Linked DNA regions of Mus musculus: all the other regions are linked to region 3. The links are chromatin contacts, called in public HiChIP or PLAC-seq and promoter capture Hi-C maps. All regions are on one chromosome and are shown on one strand. Each heading gives the region's core, a stretch centred on a gene start, on an enhancer-like site or on the middle of the called end of the contact. The rest is flanking DNA. Distances are from core to core; before and after follow the strand shown.

Evidence for each region. Promoter capture Hi-C pulls out the DNA fragments that hold promoters and counts their contacts. HiChIP or PLAC-seq counts read pairs in DNA pulled down with a chosen protein or histone mark.
Region 1: a contact with region 3 is called in an H3K27ac HiChIP or PLAC-seq map of regulatory T cell precursor, with 7 times the contacts expected there. The contact joins the enhancer-like site here to the promoter of Setd7 in region 3. A contact is called at or near these places in 2 of 39 promoter capture datasets (hippocampal neurons and liver), 3 of 115 datasets of contacts at active chromatin or transcription factors (double positive thymocytes, regulatory T cell precursor and stem cell-derived neural progenitor cells) and 1 of 9 other capture datasets (liver).
Region 2: a contact with region 3 is called in a promoter capture Hi-C map of the SN4741 cell line, with 4 times the contacts expected there. The contact joins the enhancer-like site here to the promoter of Setd7 in region 3. A contact is called at or near these places in 8 of 39 promoter capture datasets (the 3T3-L1 cell line, 3T3-L1-derived adipocytes, the SN4741 cell line and 4 more), 1 of 484 Hi-C or Micro-C datasets (bone marrow-derived macrophages), 8 of 115 datasets of contacts at active chromatin or transcription factors (bone marrow-derived macrophages, embryonic basal ganglia, embryonic forebrain and 4 more) and 1 of 9 other capture datasets (liver).

Annotation. Positions count from the first base shown.
Region 1 is chr3:52,553,422-52,556,841 of GRCm38.p6, reverse strand. No RefSeq gene overlaps it. Among named protein-coding and RNA genes, the nearest start is that of Gm40047, 25 kb to the left of the region's middle. Within about 2 kb of position 1,626, at least 115 of the 459 cell types and tissues checked have an H3K27ac peak or open chromatin away from gene starts, as enhancers often do. A contact at or near this core is called in regulatory T cell precursor, where this site is marked.
Region 2 is chr3:52,157,179-52,160,426 of GRCm38.p6, reverse strand. No RefSeq gene overlaps it. Among named protein-coding and RNA genes, the nearest start is that of Gm30074, 21 kb to the left of the region's middle. Within about 2 kb of position 1,341, at least 18 of the 459 cell types and tissues checked have an H3K27ac peak or open chromatin away from gene starts, as enhancers often do. A contact at or near this core is called in the SN4741 cell line, where this site is marked.
Region 3 is chr3:51,559,505-51,562,510 of GRCm38.p6, reverse strand. Setd7 (SET domain containing (lysine methyltransferase) 7) reads left to right here and starts at 1,688. Exons shown (of 8, transcript NM_080793.5): 1 at 1,688-1,993. The coding sequence starts at 1,954. 5031434O11Rik (RIKEN cDNA 5031434O11 gene) reads right to left here and starts at 2,526. Exons shown (of 5, transcript NR_160686.1): 1 at 2,303-2,526; 2 at 1,622-1,762.

The sequences.
Region 1 (3,420 bases), core at 377-2,876, 990 kb before region 3:
GAGAGAGAGAGAGAGAAAGAAAGAAAGAAAGAAAGAAAGAAAGAAAGAAAGAAAGAAAGAAAGAAAGAAAGAAAGAGAGAAAGAAAGACAACACAACTCACAGACTTTGGCCACCTCATCTGTCAAAAAAAAAAAAAAAAAAAAAAAAAAAAGACTAAACCTAATCTTAATGGGGGGTCACTTTCCACTCCTTGTCCAAGTTATTTTGCAAGAAGCAGCGGTCATCAAGGTAGAGCGCAAGTGCCCTCCTGAATGTCTCTGGCTGGAGCAGCCTTTTCATGCTAATCTCCCCTACAAAAGGAATGTGCCATCCTTGGGATAAAGAGGTGGAGACCAGAGTCTCTTCAGGCTCTGTGAGCGTGACATTCAAGGACAGTCCAGAGTTCTGTAGCTCTTCTCACCTTCTGGCATTCTTACCATCAGGGACAGATGTTAAAAGCAATCCATCTGCATAAAAATCTCCATAAACAAGAGCCTGATTGCTTTGAGTCTGGGAAAAAGTTAGAATGTAGTTCAACATCAATCCAATCCTTCTGGTCAACCTTCTAAAAAGGAACATTACAATGAGTGGCCTGCATATTTGTATATAAATAATATCTGTGATGTTAGAATGTAAGATGCCTCCAGCATGGCTTCCTAATCTCCCACAAGGACACGTCTGTTGTGTGTGGCTCTTCTCTTAGCCTAACACCAAGCAGGGCACACAGTCCATGTGCGAGTGGAACTTTCTTTTCAGAATTCTGCCCAACTCAAACATCATATTATTGTATATAAATGTAATTCAAGATTATTTCTGTCTTTTTGTTTAAATATTGTATTGAGATTTTCAATCAAAAACATACATTTCTCATGTATAGCTATTGGCTTAAAAGTATACTGAAAGATACATTATTCTATGAAGTTGAATTTTATACAAATCTATTGAGAAAAAAATGTTTTCTACAGAGGTTTAACTCTCTTATTTGTTCAATAGGTTTATTACCTGTCTGCCCTCACTGTGGCCAGTTATAGCCTGACATTTGCCATATTGGAACAAAGTTTGAAGAGTAAGCCACCTGCAACTGACAGAGTTGCCATTTTGTACGTGGTCGAGGTTCAGCTAGTGATTAGTTTTACATGAAGTTTTCAGCTAGATTCCCATTTCAGTTATGACTCAGATCCCTGCTTCAAGGCTCACCTTGGTCCAAATTTAGCTTAACAAATTCTAATGAGGAAAAAGTGCACTGGAACACAGCCACGCCCACTGGAGAGAGGTAGGTAGCAAAGGAAAGAAGATGGTATCTGCTTTGGAAAGTGAGGAATTGCTTTTCTTCCCTCCACACTCTTTTTTGGGGAGCAGGGTTTAAAAGAGGGTTTGTAGCCCTGGCTATCCTGGAGCTCACTCTGTAGTCCAGGCTGGCCTTGCCTGCCTCTGCCTCCCAAGTGCTGGGATTAAAGGCATGCGGCACCACTGCCTGGCTCTTCCTCCACACTCTTCACAGCACATCAGATACCGTAGTGGTGCTCACAACTGAAGAATCTCAGACGTTGAGTGCAATGTTCCTGCAGCTCAGCTGACTGTCCCCAAACCACAGCTCTGCCTTCAGAGAAAGGGAGGCTGGGCTTTCCCGGAGACACATAGCTGTGGTTTCCTGAGTCACACCCCAGACGAGCTGGGTTTCCTGTAGATGTGCCCTGCTGCTGGTCTATGCAGTAGGCTTTCCATGTGGTGAATATAATCAAGAAAACAAAGATGGACAGGGGTATGTCGTGTAGGGGAAATGTCCTGCAGAGGAAGACACCAAGGCTTAGAGAGGAGGTTCAATACTTGCTGAAGGTCACAGCCAGAAAGTGGAAGAGGCAGGATTCTACTCTCACAGTCTAGTCTAAAGGGCAACCGCTGCCACCACATCACATCTGAGTGGGCCACACATTCCATCACTCTCATTAGAACCCTAACCAACCCACCCATAATGGAATGCCTTGGCCCCCCAGTTTACCAAATTTAAATAGGCTGTCTTTGCTTCCATCTTCAAATGGGCTCCCATACAAAACGTCTTCAGTTCTAGGTCAAGGTCTATCTTACTATCATGCCTCTCCTACACTTGGACTACCAGGAAGCCTCTGATTTCAGGGAGGTCAATGACCTTGCCAAAGTTGCTGAGTAGGCACTTTTTCCATTATGCTTTTGTTTTTCAGCCCCATTTCCACTGGCAGTGATGCCCTTGCTCTTGGATCTTTACATTCCTTTGGCAGCTTCATTGCTATATCTTCTGGCTCACTGCTGGCTTTCCTTAACCAGTTTTGAGGATCCCTGCAGATCTGCCCATTGAGTAAATGTGCTATTCCAGTGATTGCCAAATCTTTACCTCCCAACCAGTAACAGCCCATCATATACTGTCTACCATTAGCCCACCCTCACATCTAGGACATGGCTCCCTCAGACTCAGCCATACTGCCTTCTGCTTCATGTCTCCAAGTAACGCAGCCTTTCTGATCTGACTCTTACGTTGAGCAACTGCACTGCCATTATCCCCTCCTCTAGTGAACTGAATCCTTCTCCTTTTCCCTCTGCTCATCTTCAGATCTTCATGTAGACATCACTTCCAGGAAGTGGGGGTCCCTTTGCTTACTATCAGATCTGGGTACATTTCCACACCTCTCTTGCTATTGCAATGTTTCTTTTCTCTGTATCCTTGAGATTTGAAGCTTAAACTCCCACTAATTAGTATAATCAGTCCTAATCCCAGTCAATGAAGATATTCAATAAATATTGGGCATGTAGAAAAGGAATGGATTGAGGGAGGGAGGGATACCTGGAGGGAGAGATTGAGGGATGGAGGGAGGGATGAATGGATGGAGGGATGGGAATGGCAGCATAATTTATTTAACCTAGTCTCAGGATGCTCTTCAATGACATAAGTCAAAAACTGAGCAGTTAGCATCAAGAGATACCACATGCATCCTAAAGCCCTGCTTTCAACTCAACCATGTCTGTCCACTGCAGGAGTTTCTACTCTTCAGCACAGAAACTTTACCCTATCCTTTATCCTCCACACATAGCTTCATTTCTAGCTTAATCCTCCTCACTTGCCATGGACAGACTGCCTTAAAGGATCTCATCTCACAGTTGTGGAATCTGGAGACCAAGCTATATGCAGAGTCAGTGTGTCCCAAGGCCTCCCTTTGTGGCTTACAGCTACCTACTCTCTTAGTTAGGGTTTTATTGCTGTGAGGAGACACCATGACCAAGGCAACTCTTATAATGTCAAACATTTAATTGAAGCTGGCTTACAGTTTCATAGGTTTAGTCCATTATCATCATGGTGGGAAGCATGGCAGTGTGCAGGCAGACATGGTGCTGGAGAAGGAGTTGAGACCGTATACCACACTTGGCATAGTTTAAGCATAGGAAACTTCAAATCCCACCTCCACAGTGAC
Region 2 (3,248 bases), core at 92-2,591, 600 kb before region 3:
TCATCATTTCACAGGGAAGGACAAGACAGGCTGAGCCACGAGATTTGGAATAATCTTAATGCTTTCAGCCCCCAAAACTGCCTAGAACCCTTTACTTCCGTCTCCCATTTACTGATGATGATAATGATGATAGGATTTTTTTCCTAATTTCCTCTTTAGATAGCTAATCGCTTGTCTCTAGAAGTGTAACTAATTTCACACATCGATTTGCTATCCTACAGTTTTAACTTTACCTTGGACAGGTTCACACTTGGGAAGGCCTCCAGGAGGAGCCGTGTTCGCTCAGGTCATCTGTGGACAGAGCCAGTCTGCTGCTTCCTTTCTGGTTTGGAATCTGCTTATTTCTTTCCTAACCTCTGTCCTTACGGCCTCACGATCTCTCTCCTCTCACTCCATGAAGCCCACTGCCACACTAGCTTCCCTCTTTTACTGTAACTAAGCTCAGACGGCTGCTCTTTGCCGGTGTTCTAGCACCCCCGAATAAGCAAAGTAGGATACACACAGATCCAGCTAAAACTACTCTGAGCTCAAGAGAGACATCCAGAGACATGACCCCATGGAGCCTCTTGAGAATTATGGATGAGGTCCAAGGAGAAATAAATGTGTGTGTAGACCTTGAAGTGTGTACCTGCTCCATCTGCCAGCTCTCCTTTCCTTGGCACACCTGGAACATTTTCCTCACGCTGCAGACTGGTGTGCTCAGTCTGTCGGCCCACATGGCAGAGAAGATTCTGGAGAACGTGGTAATTCAAGCTCGGCTACCACCCAGAGCGTAACTAGCTGGCCCAACTGTCTGTGGGTTTCTAATCAAAATGATGAGAGAGAGAGAGAGAGAGAGAGAGAGAGAGAGAGAGAGAGAGACAGACAGAGAGAGAGAGAGAGAGGAGAGAAGAGAGAGAGGAGAGATTCACTTTTCGGATTAGCTTCATTTAGTAGGCCACCCTTAGATCTGGGTCAGGGGACAGAGTCTTAGATGACTGGCGTTACTATAGCCATTTATTAATTCACTCACACATCCATTCATTCATTGGAATAGTTTGAGCATCCAGGTCATACAAAAAGCATTGTGCCTAACAGTAGAACACGACCAAGACAGATATTTTCGGTGCCTCCTCTGAACTTGTATTCCAATTGGGTAGACAGACACCAAAGGAGGTAGTCCGTGAATTATGGAGTGGAGGATGCCATGTGGTGGCCATGAAAGTGCACTGTGTGAATCAGCGGCAGGGTGTCTAACAGACTGGTGGCCCAGCTGGTCCCTGGATTTACTATGCTCCTGTAGGAGTCTGCCCATCCCCAGGGTGTAGACACACCCAGTGGTGACCCTGCTGAATCATGCTCTGGTAGACACCCTCTCTTGAGGGCAGCCAGAACTTGTGACTTGCTTCTAGCCAATAGAACACAGGCAAGGTGAAGGGATGTTGCAGATATAATTAACTTCCCAAACCAGTTGACTCTGAGTTAATCAACAGGAAGATTATCTTGCCTAGGCCTGACTTCATTAACCGAAAATCTTCCAGAGACCAGTCCAGCTGCTCCCTGAGGTCAGAAAGCTCCCCAGTTGGCCCTGAGGAAGGCAGCTGCTAAGCTGGAAGTGGGTCTGGGGGAAGTCCATGTGGAGGGGACCGAGGAGCCTCTGGGGGCTGAGAACAACCCCTGAACAACAGCCAACCAAAGTATAGGGACCTTAGTCCTATAGCCTCAAGGAACTGAATTCATCAGCCGTCATACAGGTCTGGAAGATTTCAAGCTCCAGGAAGGAATGTAGTTGGGTGACATGCAAATTACAGCTTTCTGAGGCTCTCAGGAGAGGATCCAGCTACACTGTGCCCTTACTCCTGGCCCACAGAGGCTGAGATCATGAATGGGTACAATTTAAAGCCAAGCCTGAGACAATTTATAATGCAACCATAGAACATCCACATATCTACTGGTGGCCAGCTCTTTCCCCATGAAGCCTTCTTCCCAAGAGCCACAAACATCCCTATCAGACCGACCCCACCTCCACACTCTGGTTGCCAGGCTCAAAACTAATGATGCCTGTTAACAAAATCTGAATGATATATATTGTCTTGAAAAAAAGGAAGGCAGATATGATACACTGAACATCTATCAAGTCCAAAAGTTAGCTCTAAACTAACTACCAGCAGATGCTAGGAGAGATCCCCAGGATTAGATGGTGAAAGAGATTGACCAATCAAATTAAGTGGAGGACAGGATAAACAAGAATTTCTTACCTTATGAGACTTTTCTTCCTATTCAGTGCTCTAGCAAGGGCCTCAGGGCACAGAATCGGTCGTAGGAGCCTAGAGAAAGTGCCAGGTAATGTTAAGGAAAGGGCAAATTCTCACAATTTTTTCGTGGCGATGGTAGAGGACAGAGGCTGAGAGACCTGGTTATATAATAAAGTCACTGACCAATACATTTGTCTGGAAATACTACCAGGGAATCATATCAGGTATGAGGGGCCCAAAGAACCTCACGCTGCTTCTCAAAATTAGCCTAGCTTTGGTCATGCAATTTGTCAATGACAAAGCATATGCCGATCCCTAATATGGCACATTTTATCAGTGGCAATAGCTGGCTAGTTGGTGACACCGGAACTTCCCTATTCTGGAATAGTCAGCTGTTTGCCATCCCTAACATGAGGTCTCTTCTGTAGTTGGACTCAATATTCTTCACAGAGAGCCTTAGTTGGCACAAACTGATGGCTTACTCAGACATAACATCTCAAACCACAGGTCAGTGGTCCAGTCCCAGAACAACAGGTAGAGTATGTATCTGTGACCAAGAGGTGGAGTATGAGGTTTGTGGCCATCATAGTTACGCAGTATATCATGGAGTCTCATTGAGTGCCAGAGCAGTCAGCTCTCTAATTTCACAGCATAGACACCAGCTCAGACAACACTGAAAAATGTCAGAAGACACCATCTTAATGCGTGTGTCCTGGTCCTGTGGCTTAAGCAATCTTTCCAGCCCCTCCTCCATGATGTTCTCCTTAGAAAGAAGAGGATGTGGACTGAAGGTAAGAAAGAAGTAGGAGAAATAGGAAGGAATTTAGGAGATACAGTGAGGAGAAAGGGGAATAAATATAAAAAAAATGCATTTCATAAATTCTCAGAAAAATCAATGAAAACAGTAGTATACTAGAAACATAAAAATCAGGGCACACATTTAATTCCACCACTTGGGAGACAGAGGAAGGCATATCTCTGTGAGTGTGAAACCTGCCTGGTCTACATAGTGAG
Region 3 (3,006 bases), core at 439-2,938:
TAACATTTCTGATGGTATTTGGGGTTAGTGTCTCCATAATTTTTCTCTTAAGTGGTTTTCCCTTTGAGACAGTATTTCTCTATGTAGCCCTGGCTGACCAGGAACTCACTCTATACACCAAACAGGCTGGCCTTGAACTCGGAGATCTACCTGCCTCTGCCTCCCTAGTGCAGCGATTAATACCACCATGCCCTGTTTCTTTTACTTTTTTTTTTTTTCTGGCTGACATATATCAGCCAGTGGGGGTGCAGCTCATTTGGTGGAGAGCTTGCTTTTCTAGCATGGAAAAGTCTGGATTGTATCTCCAGTACTATAAATTCAGCATGCTGCCAAGGTTTGTAATTACGGGGCTGTGAAGATAGAGGCGGGATGATTAGCTCAAAATCGTCTTCCTGTATACAGTGAGTTAGAGGTGAGAGACCGGGCTACAGGAGATCCTGCCTTAAATAAAAAAGAAAAAGAAAATGAAAAAAAAAAGGCATTTAAGAAATTAAGGAGGGGGGGGACTCTCTCAGGCTTTGGAAGTGACTTGAAATCCTGCCTCATTTATTGTTCAGAAAACGAAAAGGAACAACTTTCTTTGGTTCCTGCCCCATCCTTCCCACCCGCCACGATGACTGTTCTTGGCAGAAGGCCAGACCAGCACCGGGTAATTCCACAGTACATTGGGTACATGCGCATGCATTTAACCCGCTATTTAAAGAGATCCTTTGCTGCCACCTGTAAGAGGACATAATGACACTCTTTAAGTGGCTGGGCTGGGAAGGGAGTTTTCTTCCCTCAAAGATGCCTGAGTCTGTGAAGTGGTTGGCACTTGGAGAAACTAAAGAAACATCTAGGGACATCACAAATACAGGACCGGAGGCGAGAGAAGGAGGAGCGCTAGACACAGGGTCCTGGCTCCGGCTCTCCGCTTGGTGGCTCCATCTTCAAGACAAGGAGAAGGAATCGGCCAAAGCTCGGGTGCGGCCTGATTACCAGCCTGCTGCCATTTGGGTTTGCTGAATTCCTGGATCTCTCTAGGGGCCTGGAGATGCGAAAGAAGATGGAGACTGGGGACTCCTGGGTAGGACGTTCAGTCGGGAGGAATCCAGGACGCAGGACGCCCCCTGGAGTCGAGGGAACTGGCTTGTGGAGGCAGCGCTGGGCAGTGGAAGGGGGACGGGGCACCTGCGCTCCTGGGCCCGCCGCACTTTGCAACTCTGGGCAGTAGCGAGCCGAGTGAAGTGGGGCTCGAGGGCAAGAGGAAGTAGAAGCTCAGGAACCAAAGGCTTCCTTAGTTCCGAGTGCGCTCCAGCTGTCCAGGAGTGAGATAGTGGTAGGAACACCCAGCATGACGCACTTCCAAGTCCCTGGTGGCACATCGTGGGGTATCAGGTGCTCTGAGCCCCTCACCCACCCCAGGCGGGTACCCTCGAGGCCCCCGGCGCTAGCGAACAGCCGGCGGCGACCTGGACCGCGTGGCTGGCGAACAGTGAACCAAGCCAAAAGGTAAACGCCGCCTGGTCTGCCCACTGCCTGGTCTTAAGAGGCGGCGCAGCTCCGGAGCACCTTGGGTTCTAAGGATCCTCACTTCTGGGAAAGGACAGGGAACTGTCAATCAACGAGGGAGGGAGCGCACCGGCGCCGGGTGATGTCAGCGGATCAGCTGCTCCATAACAAAGAGGGGGTATCACAGGAGAAAGTTGCAGTGGCGGCAGCACCCCAGAGCCTCCGGGACCGGGGACGAGAGGAGAGGGGGCGGCGGCTGCGGCTGCCGCGGCTGGCGGAGGAATTGAAAGGACTGTAGGGGGAGGCAGCGCGAGCCGCCCCGACTGCTCCTCCTCTTCCTCCCCCTCCTCCCCCTCCTCCAAACTCGCAGGGCTTAGCTCCAGCGCTCGCTCAGCCACCAGGAGCACCCAGAGGGACGGGAGCCGGCCGCACGGCCCCGGGCTGGGTAGGGTCTCAGCCGCCATGGATAGCGACGATGAGGTGGTGGAGGAAGCCGTGGAAGGTACAAGCTTTTCTCCAGGACTCTGGGGTGGGGACAGGCGCCTGGGGCGGAAAGCGCCAAAAGAGTGGCGGTCTGCGACGCGCGCCGGGCCGAGCCGAAGGCCGCCGCGGTCCCTAAGCGGATGGCGGGTCGCTCGGCTCAGGCGGGGGCTGCACTGCCTACGCCACGCCGCCGGGAGCGTGCGGGGCGCGGCGGGGCAGGGGCGGGGAATGGGGCCCCGCGGGGTCCGCCGCCCTGGGAAAGCTGGGCCCCTGCATCCCGCCTGGCCTCGGCAGCATCCTCCCTGGGAGTTGCGACGCTGCCTAGCACCTTGGCCTTAGTCCTTGCGGGGATGGAGGATGGGAGGGCAGTCCCTTGAGGCCCGCGATCTCCGCGGGGCAGCGTTGTTTCAGCCACCTCGACTTCCCCTCTCCGACCGCCTGCCCTTTTCCTGACTGAGTCGCTGCGTCCCATGGCCACCAGGGCCGGGTCTAGGTGGGTCTCCCATCGCAACGCACCCGGCCGCACACCAGGCACATGGCGGCCCTGGCCGCTCCTCCGGGGTAAAAAAAAAAAAAAAAAAAAAAAAAAAAAAAAAGATGAAATCATGGCTAGGTAGAGCACGCCGCTCCCCACCAGGCTACCCTGCCCCTGGGCGAACTCAGCCACCCGCCCTTCCCCCTCCCGGCTTCCCAGCGAGGTGCAGGCGCGCCGTGCGGACGCTCCAGCCGGGACCCAAATTGCTGGGTGACACTTAACTTTCTGAATTCCGAGCTGTCGGCTGCCGGTGATATCACCGCCTGGGTGTCAGGTTTCTCCGCCCCCTCTTGCGCACCCCTCCCCCGACTCCCGTCGCCACCGTGTTTTGCTGAGTTTCTCCGCCTCTTTTTTTTTTTTTTTTTTCTTTTTTGCCCCCCTACTTATAAAACGTCCGTGGCGACGTTATACAATCTCGTTGTTTGTGGCTTGAGAGGTTATGATTTTGTAACAACGAACACTGGAAAACACTCTTAAGCGTATTTATTATTTATCTT